Regions from separate parts of the Macaca mulatta genome. Here region 1 is linked to region 2. Evidence: chromatin contacts called from public Hi-C data. All regions are on one chromosome and are shown on one strand. Each heading gives the region's core, a stretch centred on a gene start, on an enhancer-like site or on the middle of the called end of the contact. The rest is flanking DNA. Distances are from core to core; before and after follow the strand shown.

Region 1 (3,886 bases), core at 1,342-3,841, 430 kb after region 2:
GCCTTGACTTCCCAAAGTGCTGAGATTACAGGCATGAGCCACTGTGCCCGGCCACATATATTTAACTGGAGTCAGGAAAGGAGAGAAGAGAGTGGGGGCAGAAACAAAATTTGAAGAGATAATGGTTGAGAATTTTCCAGAACTCATGAAACACATCTATATATATTCAAGAGGTTCAGTGAATCCTGAGCATCACAAATAACAAGAAATACACTTCCAAGCACACATGGTAAGAGAACAGAAAACTAAAGTCTAAGAGAAAAATCTTAACAACCAGAAAAAATAGGACCAATTAACTCCAAAGAGGCAATAGTCAATTGACAGCTGACTTTTTACAGACAACAATAGAAGCCAGAGCCTTGAAATAATTTTTTTTTTTTTTTTTTTTTTTTTGAGACAGGGTCTCACTCTGTCACGCAGGCTGGAATGCAGTGGTACAATTATGGCTCACTGCAGCCTCAACCTCCCAGGCTCAAGTGATCCTTCCAACTCAGCCTCCCGAGTAGCTGGGACTACATGTGCACACCATTATGCCTGGCTAATTTTTTTATTTTTTTGTAGAGACAAGGTATCCCTATGTTGCCCAGGCTCGTCCCAAACTCATGGGCTCAAGCAATTTTCCCTCCATGGCGTCCCAAAGTTCTGAGATTACAGGCATGAGCCTCCATGCTGGCTGGAATGGTTTTTAATTGTATTGAAAGAAAATAAACTGCAATAGAAATCTTTGCATCTTCTCTGATTCTACTGCTTCCCTCTCTCACTTCTAAAGACCCTTGCAATTACTTTGAGCCTACTGGGCAATCAAGGTATCCCTATCTCTATCTCAAGATCCTTAACTTCATCATATCTGCAAAGGTAACATATTCACAGATTTCAGGGATAAGAATATGAACATCTATGGTGGGCCATCATTCTACCACACCACCAATCTAGAAAATGCTCTCATCTTTAAACTTCAGTGTCTCTTTTCTTCTATAACGCCCTATGAAAGAAAGTGAATCAGTATTTAAGTACTGATTCTTGGAACAGGACAGGGCACTTTGCATATTAACTCATATTAACTCATTTAAAGTATCACCAACCTTCAACCTTGGTGAGGTAGATATTATTGCCTGGATTTTAAAGATTCTGAGATTGATTATGAGAGTTGAAAACTTGACTGAGGTCATTTAGCTGATAAAATGTCTGATTAGAAATGGGTACCCAGATCTGGTCTCCATGACTGCAACCAAGCTTTTTCCACCATACCAAGTGCAGATTGAGTCTTTTTTATGCAAAATGCTTGGGACTGGAAGTGTTTGGATTTTGGATTTTGGTGGATTTTGGAATATTTGTGTATACATAAGATATCTAGGGGATGGGACCCAAGTCTAAACGAAATTCATTTATGTTTCACATACACCTTATACACATAGCCTGAAGATTATGTCATACAATATTTTTAGTTATTTTGAGTTTTGATTGCATTTTGACTGCAACCTGGCACATAAGATCAGGTGTGGAATTTTTCACTTGCGGCATCATGTCAGTGCACAAAAAGTTTCAGATTTTGGAGCGTTTCAAATTGTTGGATTAGAGATGCCCAACCTTACAGATGTTGTTTGGGTTATTCTATGGATGATTTCTCGCCAGTTTCTCAGGAAACACGCTCTACTATAGTATATTTCTTAATGAGTGAAAAAGAAATAAAGAACGGAGGGGAAAGTTTCAAACTGGAGAGACATCCTTGAGTAAAGTATCGTGGCTGAATGTTCCTACCTTTATTGACCATGTGACCTGGTTAAATCACTTAGGTTCTATTAGGCTTCAGTCTTCTCCTCTGTAAAATGAGATGTTTGGACCTAAGGACACCTTTCCAGTTCCCTTCCCGCTGGGACATTCTAGGATTCTGAGAAAGAAGCCCCTGGCCTCAAGAGACCTCCACTCTCTTGGGTGTGCTCTAAGATGACTGCATTCATTTTAGAAGCATCTGAACTATGCCAGAGACAACCTACTGTAGATCTAAGGAAGAAAAAATGAAGGGCAATGAATGCGAGAAGAAGGGGAGAGGAAAGAAGCCCATGAAGATTAGAGATGGAAATGGCAACATAAACAGCGTGCAAATATAACCACTGACGGGTATCTAGCGTTTACATGCAAATAAAATTCTGCTTGTCTCTGAGGATGCAGAAACAACACATTGTTTTTGGCCTTAAGCCGCTCACAGAATGCCCGGGGGTTACACTTTGTATTTAACCATGAACATATAACTTCCACCTTTAGAAGTCCTGCATGTGTGAAAGGTAAGAAAAACGGATAAATGAAAATATTAACAAAACGTTTGAGTATGGCAGAGGCCACGTGAAAAGACGATGTGTGGAAACAGGTGGGACCCACTGGTAAACTGGATGCGCGAGGAGGACAAAGAAATTGCCCCCCACTCCCGGGCCTCACCCAGACACAAAAGAAACGCCCTCTGCCCTTAGAGGAGCAGCCTTTCCTCAGCCAGCCGAGCGGCTGGGTTGCACAGTCCCCGCCCCCGGCCGGCCCCTGTCGCTCCCGCCTCCATCCCTCGGGCCTCGGAAGTGACGCAAGCGCCCCCCACCGCCGCTAGATCCGCTGCTGCTGCCGCGGCGGGCGGACCTGCAGGAGGAGGCGGCGGCGGCGGCGGCGGTGGCGGCCGAGGCTGAGGGAAGATGGCGGACGGCGTGGACCACATAGACATTTACGCGGATGTGGGCGAAGAGTTCAACCAGGTACGTGAGAGCCCGGGTCCCCGTCGCCCATGCGGGCGGCGCTGCGGCTGGGACGCTGACCCGGGGCCCGCTGCGGCCGCGAGCCGAAGCGACTGCAGACTATGCGCCCTTGCCGCCTCTGGGCCGCGCCGCCGACCCCCGGCGTGGCGGCCCCCCCCCCGCCCTTCGTTCTACCGCGTCGTTTCACGGGCCGCGGGCGCGGCGACCCGTCGCGGGGCCCGGAGCGCGGATGCGGGCGGCTGTGCAGCTGCCGCCGGCTCCTCCCTCGCCGGCGCTGCCTCGCTCCCTATTGTTGGCGGCACCCGGCTGGCGCTTCCCGCCGCGCTAGGCCCGGGCGGTGGGGCCGCGTGTAAGCGGCGGAGAGAACTGGCCACCGCCGCGCCCCCTCCCCCGTCGCCGGCCGGAGGAGGAAGCCCCGGCAGGGCGCGCGCCCGCCGCCGCCGCCCCTTCCCCGCCGCTGCCGCTCGGGCTCAGATTCCTCCCATTGCTCCATTTTGTCTCCCTACCCGCGCACTATCGCCTCATGGAAGGCCGCATTCACGGCCCTTTGTATCCCGCGCGCCCAGTCCCTGGGGCTCTCCTCGGGTTTGCGACAGGTTTCGGCGTGGCGCCTTCCTCCTCCCTTCACACTTTCTGAAGGCGGCTGAGGTGCAGGCTTGTTTGCAACAAGTCATTTGACTTTTGGAGCCACAGATAAAAGTCGGTGCGCTGGTCCTGCCTTGTTAATCCAGGGCTTGCAATGCCTTTGAAGCCCAGTCGTTTTTGGCCTTTGTTATGAAAATACCTGTGAAGATGGGTGGCCGGGGACCTAAAGGAAGATTGGAAGCGCGATGTTTGGATGGAACAAAAAGATGTTAGCTCACCCACAGGTCTCATAGTGATTAAAATGAAAGAACGTTCACCCCAAATCCTATGATGTGGTTTAAAAATAGAGTTGTAGATAAGACCCTGTTTTCGAAAACAAAGTGTTAAATCCCCCGGCCCTGCATTACCTTTTGAAAGGTTGAGCGAAAGTGAGAATGCAAGGTTTTCCTGAACGACGTTGCTTAGAGGTAACGCGGAGCTGTGATGTCTGATAATGGGCATCCTTGCAAAAGATGTCGTTTGTTGCTAGAGTAGTGACGTTTAAGGTTTGAACCTGCTGGTCGTAT
Region 2 (3,659 bases), core at 1,125-3,624:
TACACATAGTTTTGAATACCAGGTTCTTGAGTGAATCCTTTTTGCTTCTCTCTCCCCCACCCCCGCTTCTCCCTTCTGCCTTCATTTCTGCCCCTTCTTTTCTGGTTCCATTAGAAAAGGACTAATCTTATCAGTTCTGCCTTTTGTTTCTACTCTAATAACTTTGTCAAGAGAATTTTTTCAAAGCACAAGGCCAATGAGAAGGGGGAAAGTCGGTCCAGAAGGCAGCTGGCCCGACTATTCTGAGTTTGAATCAACTCCTGGTGGTCCTGTTAAAATACAGTTTGAAGCAAATCACCTGTTTTTATGCTCCTAATATCTACTCTGTCTAAAGCCCAAATTTCCTTGCTTGGCATTTAAGAAGACTCCAAGTTCTTAAAACTTCTTCTTGACTTTCATGCAAGTCAAACTGATTTATTGTAACTCAAACAGCCCTCTTTATATTTTCCTTTCTGTATTTTTTGATAGTTTTCTTGTGCCTGGAATATTTTCTGCGTTTATTTAAGTCTCACCATCTTTCAAGACACAAAATATGTGTGATCTTCTCTGAGGCCTTTGTGAACTGCCTCCAGCGTTCACTAAGCAATTAATTATGTCTCTTAACTTTTATAGCACAAACCTATTCGCTCACTTGATATTTAACAAATATCAACCTCTATCACTTATCTTTTTTTTTTTCTTCCGAGATGGAGTCTTGCTCTCCACCCAGGCTGGACTGCAGTGGCACGATCTCCGCTCACTGCAACCTCCGCCTCCCAGGATCAAGCGATTCTTCTGCCTCAGCCTCCCGAGTAGCTAGGATTACAGGTGCCCACCACTGGGCCCGGCTAATTTTTGCGTTTTTAGTAGAGACAGGGTTTCACCATGTTGGCCAGGCTGGTCTTGAACTACTAACCTCGTGATCTGCTCACCTCAGCCTCCCAAAGTACTGGGATTACAGGCGAGAGCCACCGTGCCCAGCGTTATCACTTATCTTTCTTTTCATGCTAACATTTTCTCACTGCTTGAGATTTTCTTTCATCCAATTTCAAGCACTGAGTCTAACAATTAGAAACCCCACTGTATTTGATCTGATGGAGATTACCTTTTTAAAAGCCACATATTAAATCTCTTAAGTTAATAATATTGACAATCAACTTCAATCAACTGAGTGACCACTATGTTTAAGGAAGGTTACTTTCTGGTAGGCTGGGAAGCAGGAGAAGGGAAGGATATAACTTTATAAAAAAAGCTGCAGAAGGGAAGGATATAACTTTATTAAAAAAAGGCCCTTGTTTACAAAGAGCTAATCACCTACTGGCCAAAGAAAGGTGTTCCTTCTTTGCAACGGCTGTGTTTTTGGGTTTAGCTAACTCAATTCTTTATGTCCTCAACTTATGAGGCCGTATCAAAAACGTTTTTGCCACACCTCTGTGGGCAAGTAGGTGAGTCAGAATGAGTGCATAACATATAAATATATATTTTAATGATAATGAATGTGTAGATTAACAAACCCAAACTTTTTTTTTTTTTTTGAGAAACAGTCTTGCCCTGTCGCCCAGGCTGGAGTGCAGTGGCATGATCTTGGCTCGCTGCAGCCTCCGCCTCCTGGGTTCACGGGATTCTCCTGCCTCAGCCTCCCGAGTAGCTGGGATTATAGGTGCCCGCCACCATGCCCGGCTAATTTTTGTAGTTTTTAGTAGAGACAGCGTTTCCCATGTTGGCCATGGCTGGTCTTGAACTCCTGACCTCAAGTGATCCACCGGCCTCGGCCTACCTAAAGTGATGGGATTACAAGCGTGAGCCACCGCGCCTGGCCATACCCAAACATTCTAAAAGTAACCGCTCCCCTCCGCACCAACGGTAACCAGCGTCTTTGTTCTCCAACCATAGCAGCTGTATGCACCGGTGTATAAGCCTGCCTTAAGTGCTATTTTTAATCTTTATTAAAAACAGGCCTTGACTCATTTGTGTACAACTCCAGCGGCTAGTGCAGTGGGCTTAACGTATTAAACAGCTGTTAATTTTGGTTTCTTTTTGGTAACAGCGACACGGAGATCCGCATTTGTCGCAGTTTCCACCACGGGCGGGAAGCGTAAATACAAGAAATACAAAAATAGCGCAACGGCTAAAGGAGTGTTCCCAGTGCCAAGCCAGGCAGGCGCCGCGCCCGGGCCGAGCCCCACACGCCCAGTTCGCTGCCAAGACCCCCACCCCGCCTCAGAGTACGCCGCGCCCGCGGGGCGACACTCCCAACTCCATCTTCCCGGAGGCGGTGCGGCCCAGCCCCTGACCCAATTGGCGGAAGCGGGGCCGGGTGTGTAAGCGCGCACAAATGCCCGGATGCGCCGCGACGCCCCGCGCGCTCCCCTCCGGCGGTAGGGGGCGCGCACCGCGGCACCGCGGCTAGCTTGGCTGCTCGTGGGGCCTCTCCGGCCTTGTGTATCGGGAAGATGGAGCAAGAAGCCGAGCCCGAGGGGCGGCCCCGACCCCTCTGACCGAGATCCTGCTGCTTTCGCAGCCAGGAGCCCCGTCCCTCCCCGGATTAGTGCATTCGAGCGCCCAGTGCCCTGGCCCCGAGAGTGGAATGGTCCCCAAGGCCCAGGACGTCGTGCTTCCGCGGGCCCCGTGAAGGAAACTGGGGAGTCTCGAGGGACCCCCGACTCCAAGCGCGAAAACCCCGGATGGTGAGGAGCAGGTACCGGCCCGGCAGCGACCGGTCACTTCTGGTTCTGGGCTGTGACGGTGTCCCCTGCATCGCTGGTTCCCAGCCTCTGCCCGCTCGCAGCCTTTGTGCGGTTTGTGGCTGGGGGCTCGGGGCGCGGGGCACGTGGCTTTGCGGAGGTTTTGTTGGACTGGGGCTAGGCAGTCGCCGCCAGGGAGGAGGGCGGGGTTTCGGACGGCTCTCGCGGCGGTGGGGGGCGGGAGTGGTTCGGAGGTCTCCGCGGGAGTCCAGGGTAAAGGTCACGTGGGCTGGGGGCTGCGGGGCCGCCTCGGTGGCGGGGTCCGGGTAATCGCAGGGGCCTGTCGGGTCGGTGTTGTGAATGCTGCGCGTAGTCTGGGCGGGATTGGGCCAGTTCCATGGGCAGGTTGACTCAGCTTTTCCTCTTGAGCTGGTCAAGTTCAGACACGTTCCGAAACTGCGGTAAAAGGAGTTAAGTCCTGACTTGTCTCCAGCTGGGGCTATTTAAACCATGCATTTTCCCAGCTGTGTTCAGTGGCGATTGGAGGGTAGACCTGTGGGCACAGACGCACACCACTTTTTCTCTGCTGATCCAGGTAAGCACCGACTTGCTTGTAGCTTTAGTTTTAACAAAGGCGTTGTTTATGTCCTTTATATATGATTAATTTTTCGCAGATGTTTCATGATTTCCAGTTTTCATCGTCTTTTTTTTCCTTCTTGTAGGCAAATGTGCAATACCAACATGTCTGTACCTACTGATGGTGCTGTAACCACCTCACAGATTCCAGCTTCTGAACAAGAGACCCTGGTTAGTATTTTTGTCTCGTGTAACTTTTAATAATTTATTTTATGAAGTGATAAACTAAATTTCATATACCTCAATTATAGCATGGCTCTGTAAATGACATTGTATGTGCATAACTTAAAGTGTGCTACCTCGGGCATGACTGCGTGGAGTTAAAAACTGTTAAGAACTGGTCAGTATTTTCTTAGCCCT

What was found. A called contact is a pair of places that touch in the nucleus more often than the background predicts.
Region 1: a contact with region 2 is called in a Hi-C map of fetal cortical plate, with 3 times the contacts expected there. The contact joins the promoter of CPSF6 here to the promoter of MDM2 in region 2. A contact is called at or near these places in 2 of 14 Hi-C or Micro-C datasets (fetal cortex germinal zone and fetal cortical plate).

What each region holds. Positions count from the first base shown.
Region 1 is chr11:76,355,933-76,359,818 of T2T-MMU8v2.0, forward strand. It overlaps CPSF6 (cleavage and polyadenylation specific factor 6), which reads left to right and starts at 2,592. Exons shown (of 10, transcript XM_015152236.3): 1 at 2,592-2,735. The coding sequence starts at 2,676.
Region 2 is chr11:75,927,979-75,931,637 of T2T-MMU8v2.0, forward strand. It overlaps MDM2 (MDM2 proto-oncogene), which reads left to right and starts at 2,375. Exons shown (of 11, transcript NM_001266402.1): 1 at 2,375-2,677; 2 at 3,386-3,470. The coding sequence starts at 2,664.